2 separate regions of the Mus musculus genome follow, and region 2 is linked to region 1. A link is a contact called in public Hi-C data. All regions are on one chromosome and are shown on one strand. The core of a region is the stretch at or near the end of the contact, and the rest is flanking DNA. Distances in the headings are between cores, read along the strand shown. Region 1 overlaps Cdkl5 (cyclin-dependent kinase-like 5). Region 2 has its middle 27 kb from the start of Cdkl5.

Region 1 (5,215 bases), core at 1,311-3,810:
GAGCAAGCATTTTGATGACTGGTTGGTCCAAAGGGTGAGAGACAAAACTCAGTGAGTTAGAATAGCAAAACAAGAGAATGATGCAAGAAGAACTCAATGAGAAAGAAAAGTGTCAGCATTCAGAAGATCCTAGATGGTTTCTAAAAACACCAAATTACCTACACAATATGTTTTCTCTAATTCTCTAGCACATACACACTTATAAAGGATGGCATGCTTGGCCATAATGTAATTCAAACCAAATTACAAGGGCTGAAATCAGAGGATATTCTCTCGCCATACCTAAAATATGGAGGGAGTCAAACACAAAAGAAGTAATTGAAAAAATATTAATAAGTTTGGAAGTTAATAATCCCCAAAACATCCCATTAGTAAGTCAAACAAGACGTTTTAACATTTAAAAATTACAATGCCACAAATTTATGGCAAGAAGCTAAATCAATACTTAGAAAAGGAAACTGCCAGGGGCCAGAGGATGCTATGCCTTTGCACGTAAAGGCATTTGGCACCAAGCTTGACACCCTGAGTTCAATCCCCAGGACCCACATCATGGAAGGAAAGAACCACTTTTATAGATTGCCTTGACCCCTGATCCCCACATATGTGAGATACACCTATATAAAACAAGTGTTTGCTTGTTTGTTTGTTTTTAAAGAAGAACGAAAACTAAGAATCTGATATACATACATCCAAAAATGCAAAAACTTAAAACAAATGAACTAAGCACCAATCTCAAGGTTAAAATGAATATATATGATATAGAAAAATCATTCATGCCAGAAATTCCAAAAATAGGAAACATATTTAAGTGGGTTTTAAAAAAGGGCAAAGTTGGGCCTTGGAAATCAAAGTTACAATTTACATTTTTCTTGTTTTTTGTTTTTATTTGTGTATTTGTTTTAAGCTAGATATGGTAGACTATGAACACACCTGTAACCCCAGCATTTGGAAAGGTGAGGCAGGAGAACTGAGTCCGAGGAGGCTAGTCTGGGACTATACAGAGAACCTATTTACTAAAAGAGAAAAAAAATACAAGAGGCAGAGTGTCAGCCTCATCATATCCTGAATAGAAAATTCAACCATGCCAGGGTGCATTTCTGCCCCCACAGAACTGTGAGCTAAAGCATATGGGTGATTTTTAGAGGAACAATAGTGGCAACTTGCTGTACAACAGAAAACTAATAAAAACAACCTCATTTCTTTTATTACAATGTTAAAACAGAAAAACTAAGCCACAAACCATAATATGTAGCCATATATGTGATTATATGTTTGTTACAAAAATCAGGATATTAATTACCTCTAGGGAGCAGCGAAATGGAGAAGAGACACATACTAATATGGTCTTTCAGAGATGTCATTTCTATTTAATTAATGGCTTAACTAACGATTTACTTGTAATTATTCCCTATTGTATATTTGTGTTTTTGGAATTTCTATGCTGTTATATTCAATCATAAAACATGTTCTTAAGAATTCACAATGACCCTAAGATACCATATATATTTAGTTTCTTCACCATTCATTTGGATGCAAATGAGAATTCTTATTGAAGATAAAACATTGAGCACTGCATTAATGACATAAACAAAAATGCCATGTCCTTTCTGTCACTGAGGCTTAGGTTCCACTCAGTTTACTATGTCTATTGCTAGATACCGTTAACAAAGCCAAAATATTCTTAGAGACAGATAAACCAGAGTTTATCACACTCCTCAAATAACACCCAGTGAGAAAGCTAATGAAGAAATGGAGTTTTTCTTCTATGAAAAATAACTGACATCCCATCTGAACTTGTTGAGAAAAAGGAAGCCAAAGTGCAGGTTTATTTCATGGAGTAGAATTAAGATTACTGGTAGAAAAGAAAGAAAGAAAGAAAGAAAGAAAGAAAGAAAGAAAGAAAGAAAGAAAGAAAGAGAGAAAGAGAGAAAGAGAGAAAGAGAGAAAGAGAGAAAGAGAGAAAGAGAGAAAGAGAGAAAGAGAGAAAGAGAGAAAGAGAGAAAGAGAGAAAGAGAGAAAGAGAGAAAGAGAGAAAGAGAGAAAGAGAGAAAGAGAGAAAGAGAGAAAGAGAGAAAGAGAGAAAGAAAGAGAATCAGAAAGAGATTTCAGCGCAGTAGTGATTAGGCAAGGACCAGTCATATTTATTCTGTTCACATTGGTCATATTTGTCAGATGCCTCCAACAGGCCATCTGATGGTAGAAAGGCTTTGAGATAAGCTGGTGAATACCAGCCTGCCTCTTGCTTTCATAACACTAAGGGGATGTGGGCAACAAACAAGCATGATAAATTTACAGTGACAATTACTATAAAAAATTAAGCCATGGCAGATGACAGAAAAGGGTCCTTTAGATAGGTGGTCTGAGAGTGATCAACCACATTCTGTTCTATGGAAAGAAGTAAGCCACGGCACAGGGTCAGGAGAAGAGCATTCAAGGCAATACAAAGAGGGACTTGATGAGCTCAGGAACAGAGAAGGCCAGCAGGTGGCAGGAAGGGGTGGCTGGAAACAGTTGGTCCCTGATTGAAACCAGTCTTGTACTGAACTAGATGTCCTCTCCAGTACCTTCCAAAGACAAGATTTGAGGTTACTAGCCATCAACTTCATAAACAAATAACCAAATGTCTCACAGTAATAAGTAACACCTAAAATTAGGAGAATTTTTAAATTATTACATTTATTTATGGAGAGACAGAGAGACTAAGAGAGAGAGACAGAGACAGGGACAGACAGACAGAAACAGATGTGGAGATTAGAGTGGAACTCACTGAATTCTGTTCTTTCCCTCCACAGTGTGGGTTCTGGGGATCAAAAAACAGTCAGGCTTGTGTGACAAGTGCCTTTACCCGATGAGCAATGTCATCAGCTCTAGAATTAATCTTCTTTCTGCATATGTAAGTAAGCAGGTAGCTATAAGAACTGACAGAAAGATAAGGCTTGGAGTTTATCTCATAAATTTCGAGCATCAAATTTAAAAGCTGCCTGGGCCTAGAATGTTCTCTTCATTGCTGAAATTATAATCTTCATCTCAACAGATCTTTTCTTCTGTTCAAAGAGAGAACAAAATCAGTTGAATCATGAGTTTTGTTTTTGTTCCTGGCATTGTTTTTATACATACAAATGAGGAGACCATTTTGTCACTGAAGACTGCACAGGAATAAATTTGGTACATGACTAAATTTGCAATAATAGAAGAATTCAAACAATTTGAAAGCATCTTAAAAACTCAGGATCCATGGATAGAAGGAAACCATTTCTGCAGAAAGCACAGCCCTGTGCAAACCATCCTAATTACCTTCTTGTGGAGGCTTTTCCACAGTCAAATGGGAAAAAGATAGTACACTCTATTTTAGTCTTCTTCCTGCATAGGACCATCTGACCCTCACATAATAGGGTCTTCATTCTGCTTTACTCTCTCAATAGCAGACAGTAATTTGATTTATTAATCTAGCCTCTAAACTTCACTTCCTATCATTAAATCAAACACCTACTTGGTAAGCATGAGTTACACAGAACTTGCTAGTGTGAAAAGTTTAAACTAACCAACATGTACCTTGTTGTGTCCTTTCCAGTCTTTCTACAAGGAAGGAAACACACTAATCCAATACCAATTTGATCCTCACTTCCCAGCACTTCCAATCCTACTAAACACTCCAAGCCTTCCAAAGAAGGCTTTGGGGATCACACTGAAACAAAGGAGCTAAAATAGGGCAGGAAAAACTCACACCATATTAATAATATACCAACCATTTAAGATATCTTAGAGGTTAAAATTGTTTTTGAAAGTAACTATATGAAAAATTTACAGATCAATTTTTACCAAGGTTACCACAAAATGATATTTTGAACCCCAAATCCTAAATAACTAACTTTAAAATAAACTTACAAAGCTTGGAACTTGCTAGATTTTGGTATACTGACATGCACCAGATTTTGGGATGCAAGTTACTGTGTCCCCTACTCCAAGAAACAACAACAACAACATCCTTAGGATTATAACATGATGGAAGGAACTGGAGTTCAAGACTAAGGAATACTGAGCTAAGGAGCTAGAAAGGTGCTTAAAAAAACTTGCTGTTTTTCCAGAGGCTTACATTTCTTCTACCTCCAGCTCCAAGGGATTGATGCCCCTAGCTTCCCTGGGTGTGTGTGTGTGTGTGTGTGTGTGTGTGTGTGTAGAGGTCAGAGGGCAACCTCCTGGAGGAGCAGGTTCTTTCCACCATTGGAGTTCTGAGATCATGAGGTTTGGTGATAAGCACCTTTACTCACTGGCCCAAGACTATGTATTTTAAATGCTACAATTTTTATTGTGGGACACAAGGAGCTACTAGAGGGTCAAAAGGTGTGGCAGAGACACAGGGATGACATGAAAATGTTATTATTCATATTTTTAAAAGAAAGACAATCCAGAACACCATTTTACACATGTTCTGAGTTTAGATATCCATACAAACGAAAAGGAGAAAAATAGAAATAAAAACCTGGGGAAGAAAATCTATTTATATTACAGAGTCAACATTCTAACAAAAAGTCCCCAATCCTTCTGTTCAATTAAGAGTAGAAGCCCAATTTTTTTCAATTCATATAATTATATCATTTCCCCCTTCCCTTTCCTCCTCCCTCCTAGTCCTCTCATGTATTTTCTCTTGCTCTCGTTCAAATTCATGGCTCCTTTTTTCATTAACTGTTCTCTCTCTCGCTCTCTCTCGCTCTCTCTCGCTCTCTCACACACACACACATACACACACACACACACACACACACTTGTAAAATCTGCTCAGGCTATATAAAGTTACCTGTATGAATGCTTTCAGGCTGTATAATGTTACCTGTATGTATGTTTTCAGGCTGTATAATGTTACTTGTATTTGTGTTTTTAGACTGTATAATGTTACATACAATGTTACCTGTATGTATGTTTTTAGGCCGTATACTGTTACTTGTGTTTGTGTTTTTAGGCTGTATAATGTTACTTGTATGTATGTGTTCAGCGCTCGCCATTTGGTATTGGATAACCAATTAGTGTGCAACTAGTGTGGAGCCTGGGAGAAGGCTCTTCAGGTAAAGGCACTAATTGTTAAGTCTGATGACCTAAATTCAACCCACAGAGTAGAAGGATAGAAACAACTACTCAAAGTTTTCCTTTGTTTTTTTACATGAATATTCATGCATACACACACAAAATAAATGTTTAAGATCAGTTAAAATAATCAAAA
Region 2 (5,215 bases), core at 1,501-4,000, 86 kb after region 1:
CAAAAGCCCTGAGGTCCGTCCCCAGCATCACAAAGGGAAAACAATCTAGAGTAGAAATTCTGACCCCAGGGTGCTTATTCTCTTATCCTGAGAGTATTTATTCTCAAGGGGTCCACAATTCTCTCAAACCCTTTGCAAAATGTGGAGGTTTTGTGTTACACCTATGCCTTTTAGGGAGCAATACATGTTTTCCACCCAATTTCCAAAGAGACCATACCTCCCTAGAGATATACATTCTATTTGAGAGACTAAAAGACTCTTTTTTAAAAAAGATTTATTTATTTTATTTTATTATATGTGAGTACACTGTAGCTGTCTTCAGACACTCCAGAAGAGGGCGTCAGATCTTGTTACGGATGGTTGTGAGCCACCATGTGGTTACTGTGATTTGAACTCAGGACCTTTGGAAGAGCAGTTGGTGCTCTTAACCACTGAGCCATCTCACCAGCCCCTAAAAGACTCTTGTGACCACTGGAATAGTGAACTGCAAGTACCTCCTGTAAGCGGGCAGTGGCCTGAGGCCTACCACAGTCATCCACCACCATTTCTAAGAATGGGGCTCCCTAACTTGACTTTTCCCTCTTGTCACTACTTGTGCTTTAATCCTAAATTTGACTTCACTCAGTTTGGTCCACTCCCCACTCTTGTCCCTGAGGTGACCTTATGTGGCTCCATGGGTTCCTGTGTCTTTCTGGGTCACTTCCTGTTTAGTCTGGACTGAATTATTGCTTTCTCCTTATCTATAACTACTGGCTTTGGTTGAAACCTGCATCTTCCAGGACACCAGTTCCCAAGACTACAAAATGTCTATCACACATCAGAGTGTGTCATGGCGCGCGGGAGCAGGAGTGCAGTGTGTCTCATTTCTGAGCCTTTATATACCCTCCCATATTGAGAATTGAGCAATGCTGTGGTGGGAGGTTAAGGATGAAGGCCTCAGGAGGCTAAAGCAAGGGAGAACAAACAAGTTGTAGTCTGACCCAGGTTCCTGAGCTATAGAGATCAATATAGCTTAATTTATTTATTTCCCATTATTTGAGATAGGGTCTCATGAATCCTAGACTGGCCTCAAACAGACTTCCAATGTAGCTGGAAATGACCTTGAATTCATGATCCTCCTACCTCCACCTTCTGAGTTCTGGCGTTATAGTCATATGCTATTATTGCCAGTTTATTTGGTGCTGGGGTTCAAAGCCAGGGCGCCTAGCAAGCTCTCTGCCAACAGAACTATATACAGCCCCAGTCCTGAGATTAATGAATTTATTAATTTATTTGTTATTTTCCTAGGTGCTGGGGATAGAACCCATGGGTCTTGAGCATAATAGGCAAACACTCTACCACTGAGTTATAATCCCTAGCCCTAGTTCAAATTTTAATTGGTAGCATGTAGCATAGGGGCTTTTGATTGTATTTGGTGCCATAACTGTTTAACTCCATTTTTATTTAATACATTTGACCATATTGATTTTTAAACTGTTAAATATATTGCATATTGTTTTTATCAGTCCATGCATGAAAATTTTCAAGGTTTCAGTGAACGATCAGTTTAAATAATGATGCATTGGTATGATGACTTTCACAGCTAATTACTGATAAATTTCTACTTAGAGAGATTCTTATTGCTTTGACAGAAGTTGTTAAAAATGGGTTTTTAGGGGACTGGAGAGATGGCTCGGTGGTTAAAAGCACCGACTGCTCTTCTATAGGTCCTGAGTTCAATTTGCAGCACACACATGGTGGCTCACAACCATCTGTAATGGGATCTGCTGCCCTCTTCTGGTGTACATAAAGACAGAGCACTCATATACATAAAAAAAATAAATCTTTGAAAATGGGATTTTAAGCAAAATAAAGGAATGATGGTATACAAGTAATCCTAGCACCTGGGGATTGAAGTCACGAGTTCAAGACTATCGTCCTTCTTAGTTACAAAGGAAGTTCAAGGTCAGCCTGAGAGACTGTACTCACAAACGAGAAGGGAGGGAGAGAGAGAGAGAGAGAGAGAGAGAGAGAAACAGAGACAAGAATTTCTTTGTCTTGGTGCTTGTGACTTGTTTTTTGTTATTTTATTTATTTTACATGTATGAGACTGTGCCTGAATGTATGTCTGTTCAGCACAGATCCAGAAGAGAGTACTGATTCTCCTGGGACGAGAGTTTCAAACTGTTGTGAAATCCCATGTGCGTGCTGGGAATCAAACCTGGATTCTCCAGAGCAGCCAATGTTTTTAACTGCTGAGCCCTCTCTTTAGTCCCTGGCATTCACGATTTAAGTTCTTCCTGCCTGCTTCAGAGCCCATCAACCCTACAAAGTCCATCTCCTGTTTTTGAACTGATTTCAGCCCTTTCCATTGTTCCTCAGTTGCACACAGCTCTTCACTGTTCCTCAGTTACACACAGCTCTTCACTGTTCGGGAAAAGCCTTTCACTGTTTTTCCCCATTAGCATGCTATTCCTCTGCTCTTCACTGTCCCATCTCTTGAGTACATGGCCAGTATATACTTCCTTTTCAGCTAAAAACATCATGGTGCAGACGAAATGAAAACATGAAGGCAGTACAATACACACTAGTAACATGTAGCACCCAGGCGCTTTGCAAAATCGGATTCAACCAAGTGACTATGAATTCCAGTTGTCACTGTTCTAGGCCCCTGCTAGCCGAATTGAATCAAACGTGGCAGGTTCATTAATCAACTTCAAGTCACAGACAGTAAATGACACAGCCTTTGTTGAAAGTCAGTGACATCAGAATGTCCTTTGGCTGAATTATTGGAGGGCCAATGGAAGGTCGAGAAGTGTCCTATGAGGGCGCAGAGCGGGATGTGTGTAATTGAGTCACTTCAAGACAAATGAGGAATGAGACAACTGGCAAAATGAGAGCTTCATGGGACAGAGACTGGCAAACATGCCAAGCCCTGAGTATCTGTGACAGTGACTGGAGCTGAGAAGAGGCTCTTCAGTCCTGGGCAAGTACGATGGCTCAGTAACTGTGCTTATTGACAAATGTGCCAACCTGAGTTTGCTCGCCAGGTAAAAGGTAGCAAGAGAGAAGTGATTCCCACTGGGTTGATTCTCGTCTCTGCATGTGGGCCATGGCACTGGTGTGAACCATACCCACTGTTACTGAGCACTGTGCACACACAAGTGAATAATATTTACAGGGTAATTTAAAATGAGACAAAGGGATTCTTCAAGGCATGATGCTGCTCTGTTCAAGGGGTATCAGGTAGGCAAACACTTGTCTGTGGCCTATAGAAAGCTGGCTCTCCTGTGTGAGCCAGCATAGGCTCAGTTCATGCAGTTAGTAGCCCCCTCCCATCTCTCTCTCTCTCTCTCTGTCTCTGTCTCTCTCTGTCTCTGTCTCTCTGTCTCTCTCTGCTCTTTCTCTCTCTGTCTCTGTCTCTCCTTCATTCTCTTGCCTGCCTCCCTTTCCCTCTCCTTCTCCCCACCCCCATCTCTTCCTGTCTGCCCCTCCTTCCCTCCTTCTACTCCCACTCTGGTTTGGTTTTGTTCTTGAGACAGAGTCTCTCATAGCCCAGGCTGGCCTTAAATTCACTATGCAGCAGCAAAGGATGACCTTCAAGTTTTGATTACGCAGTACTGAGACTTGCTAGGAAAATACTTTGTCACCTGAGACACAGCCACAGGCCTCTTTGGGTTTTGTTATTGTTCTTTTTGTCTGTTTGTTTTGTTTTGAGAAAAACGTTACTGTGTAGCTCTGGCTGATCTAGAACTCACCAAGTGAATCAGGCTGAACCTGAATTCAGAGATGAACAGTGGAAGCTCTGTCGCAGAAACTGGGATTAACGCCATTTGCACCAAGCCAGGATTTGTTCTTTCTTTTCTTTTTTTTTTTTTTAATACAGAGTCTCCTATAGTCCAGGCTGACTCAGTATCTAATCAACTTTAGCTTCAAATTCTTCTTCTTCTTCTTTTTAAATTTAATTTTAATTTTAAATGCATGGGCATTTTCCCTACCTGTGTCTTTACTGTGTCTTGCGCCCATGGAGACCAGAAAACAGCATTTTGTTGCCTGGAACTGGAGCTAGAGATATTCAAGAGACACCATGATAGTGCTGGAAATCAAATTCAGGTACTCCAGAAGAGCAGTGTTCTAATTAGGGTTTTATTGCTTACAAGTGACACCATGGTCACAGAAACTCTCAAGAATGAAATATTTAATTGGGGCTGGCTTACAGTTCAGATGTTTAGTCCATTATCATCATGGCTGGAAGCTTCGTGGCATGCAGGCAGACATGGTGCTGGAAAGGAAGATAAGGGTTCTACATCTGGATCCCCAGGCAGCAGGTCTCCTCTGACTGTGAGCCACTGAGCCTAGCTGAGCTCCTGAGACCTCAAAGCCTGCCCTTGTACGTGACACAGTTCCCCCAACATGGCCACACCGACTCCAACAAGACTACACTTCCTGGTACTGCCATTCCCTATGAGCCCGTGGGAGCCATTTTCTTTAAAACCACCACAAGCAGCAAGAGCTCTTAACCACTGAGCTACTTCTCTGGTCCCTCACCTTGATCTCCTGATCCTCCTGCCTTTATCTCCTAAGTGCTGGGATTATAGGAGTGAGTCACTAAGCCACCCAACATCTACTGCTTTTTCTTTTCTTTGGTTCCTTTTAGCTTCTTGCTCTTCATTCTCAAGAATAGGGCCACGGTATACCTTTTTCTCTCTTAATTACTCGTCTAAAAAGGCACCCAGCACTCAAGTGTAAATCTGAATCGGCAGCTCTGATTTGCCTCCAATCCCATGGTCTCAAAGCTGATTAGACTAACCAGTTCAGCTAATCTATTTATTAGTCTTTTAGCTCAAAATGTGTCCTAATGATCTCTCTCTCTCTCTCTCTCTCTCTCTCTCTCTCTCTCTCTCTCTCTCACCCTTCCTTTTCTCCATCCTTTTATTTTGGGATGGGATCTCCTTACATTGACCAGGCTGGTTTCAAATTTACTGTGTAGACAGATGATTGTCATTTTAAAAGATTTATTTATTATATGTAAGTACACTGTAGCTGTCTTCAGAAACCCCAGAAGAGGGCATCAGATCTCATTATGGATGGCTGTGAGCCACCATGTGGTTGCTGGGATTTGAACTCAGGACCTTCAGAAGAGCAGTCAGGGCTCTTAATCACTGAGCCATCTCTCCAGCCCTAGATAGTTGTCTTAAACTTCCTCTGCCTCCCAACTGTGTACAGCTCCAGCTGT

What was found. A called contact is a pair of places that touch in the nucleus more often than the background predicts.
Region 2: a Hi-C map of cortical glia shows a contact between it and region 1, with 4 times the contacts expected there. The contact joins two enhancer-like sites. A contact is called at or near these places in 2 of 15 datasets of contacts at CTCF or cohesin (large pre-B cells and pro-B cells), 50 of 484 Hi-C or Micro-C datasets (B cells, CD4 T cells, CD8 T cells and 25 more), 3 of 115 datasets of contacts at active chromatin or transcription factors (bone marrow-derived dendritic cells, fibro-adipogenic progenitors and stem cell-derived neural progenitor cells) and 3 of 9 other capture datasets (adipose tissue, liver and pancreatic islet).

Annotation. Positions count from the first base shown.
Region 1 is chrX:160,933,266-160,938,480 of GRCm38.p6, forward strand. All of the region lies in intron 1 of Cdkl5 (cyclin-dependent kinase-like 5), which reads right to left. Among named protein-coding and RNA genes, the nearest start is that of Gja6, 29 kb to the left of the region's middle. Within about 2 kb of position 2,561, at least 4 of the 459 cell types and tissues checked have an H3K27ac peak or open chromatin away from gene starts, as enhancers often do. A contact at or near this core is called in cortical glia, where this site is marked.
Region 2 is chrX:161,018,986-161,024,200 of GRCm38.p6, forward strand. No RefSeq gene overlaps it. Among named protein-coding and RNA genes, the nearest start is that of Cdkl5, 27 kb to the left of the region's middle. Within about 2 kb of position 2,751, at least 9 of the 459 cell types and tissues checked have an H3K27ac peak or open chromatin away from gene starts, as enhancers often do. A contact at or near this core is called in cortical glia, where this site is marked.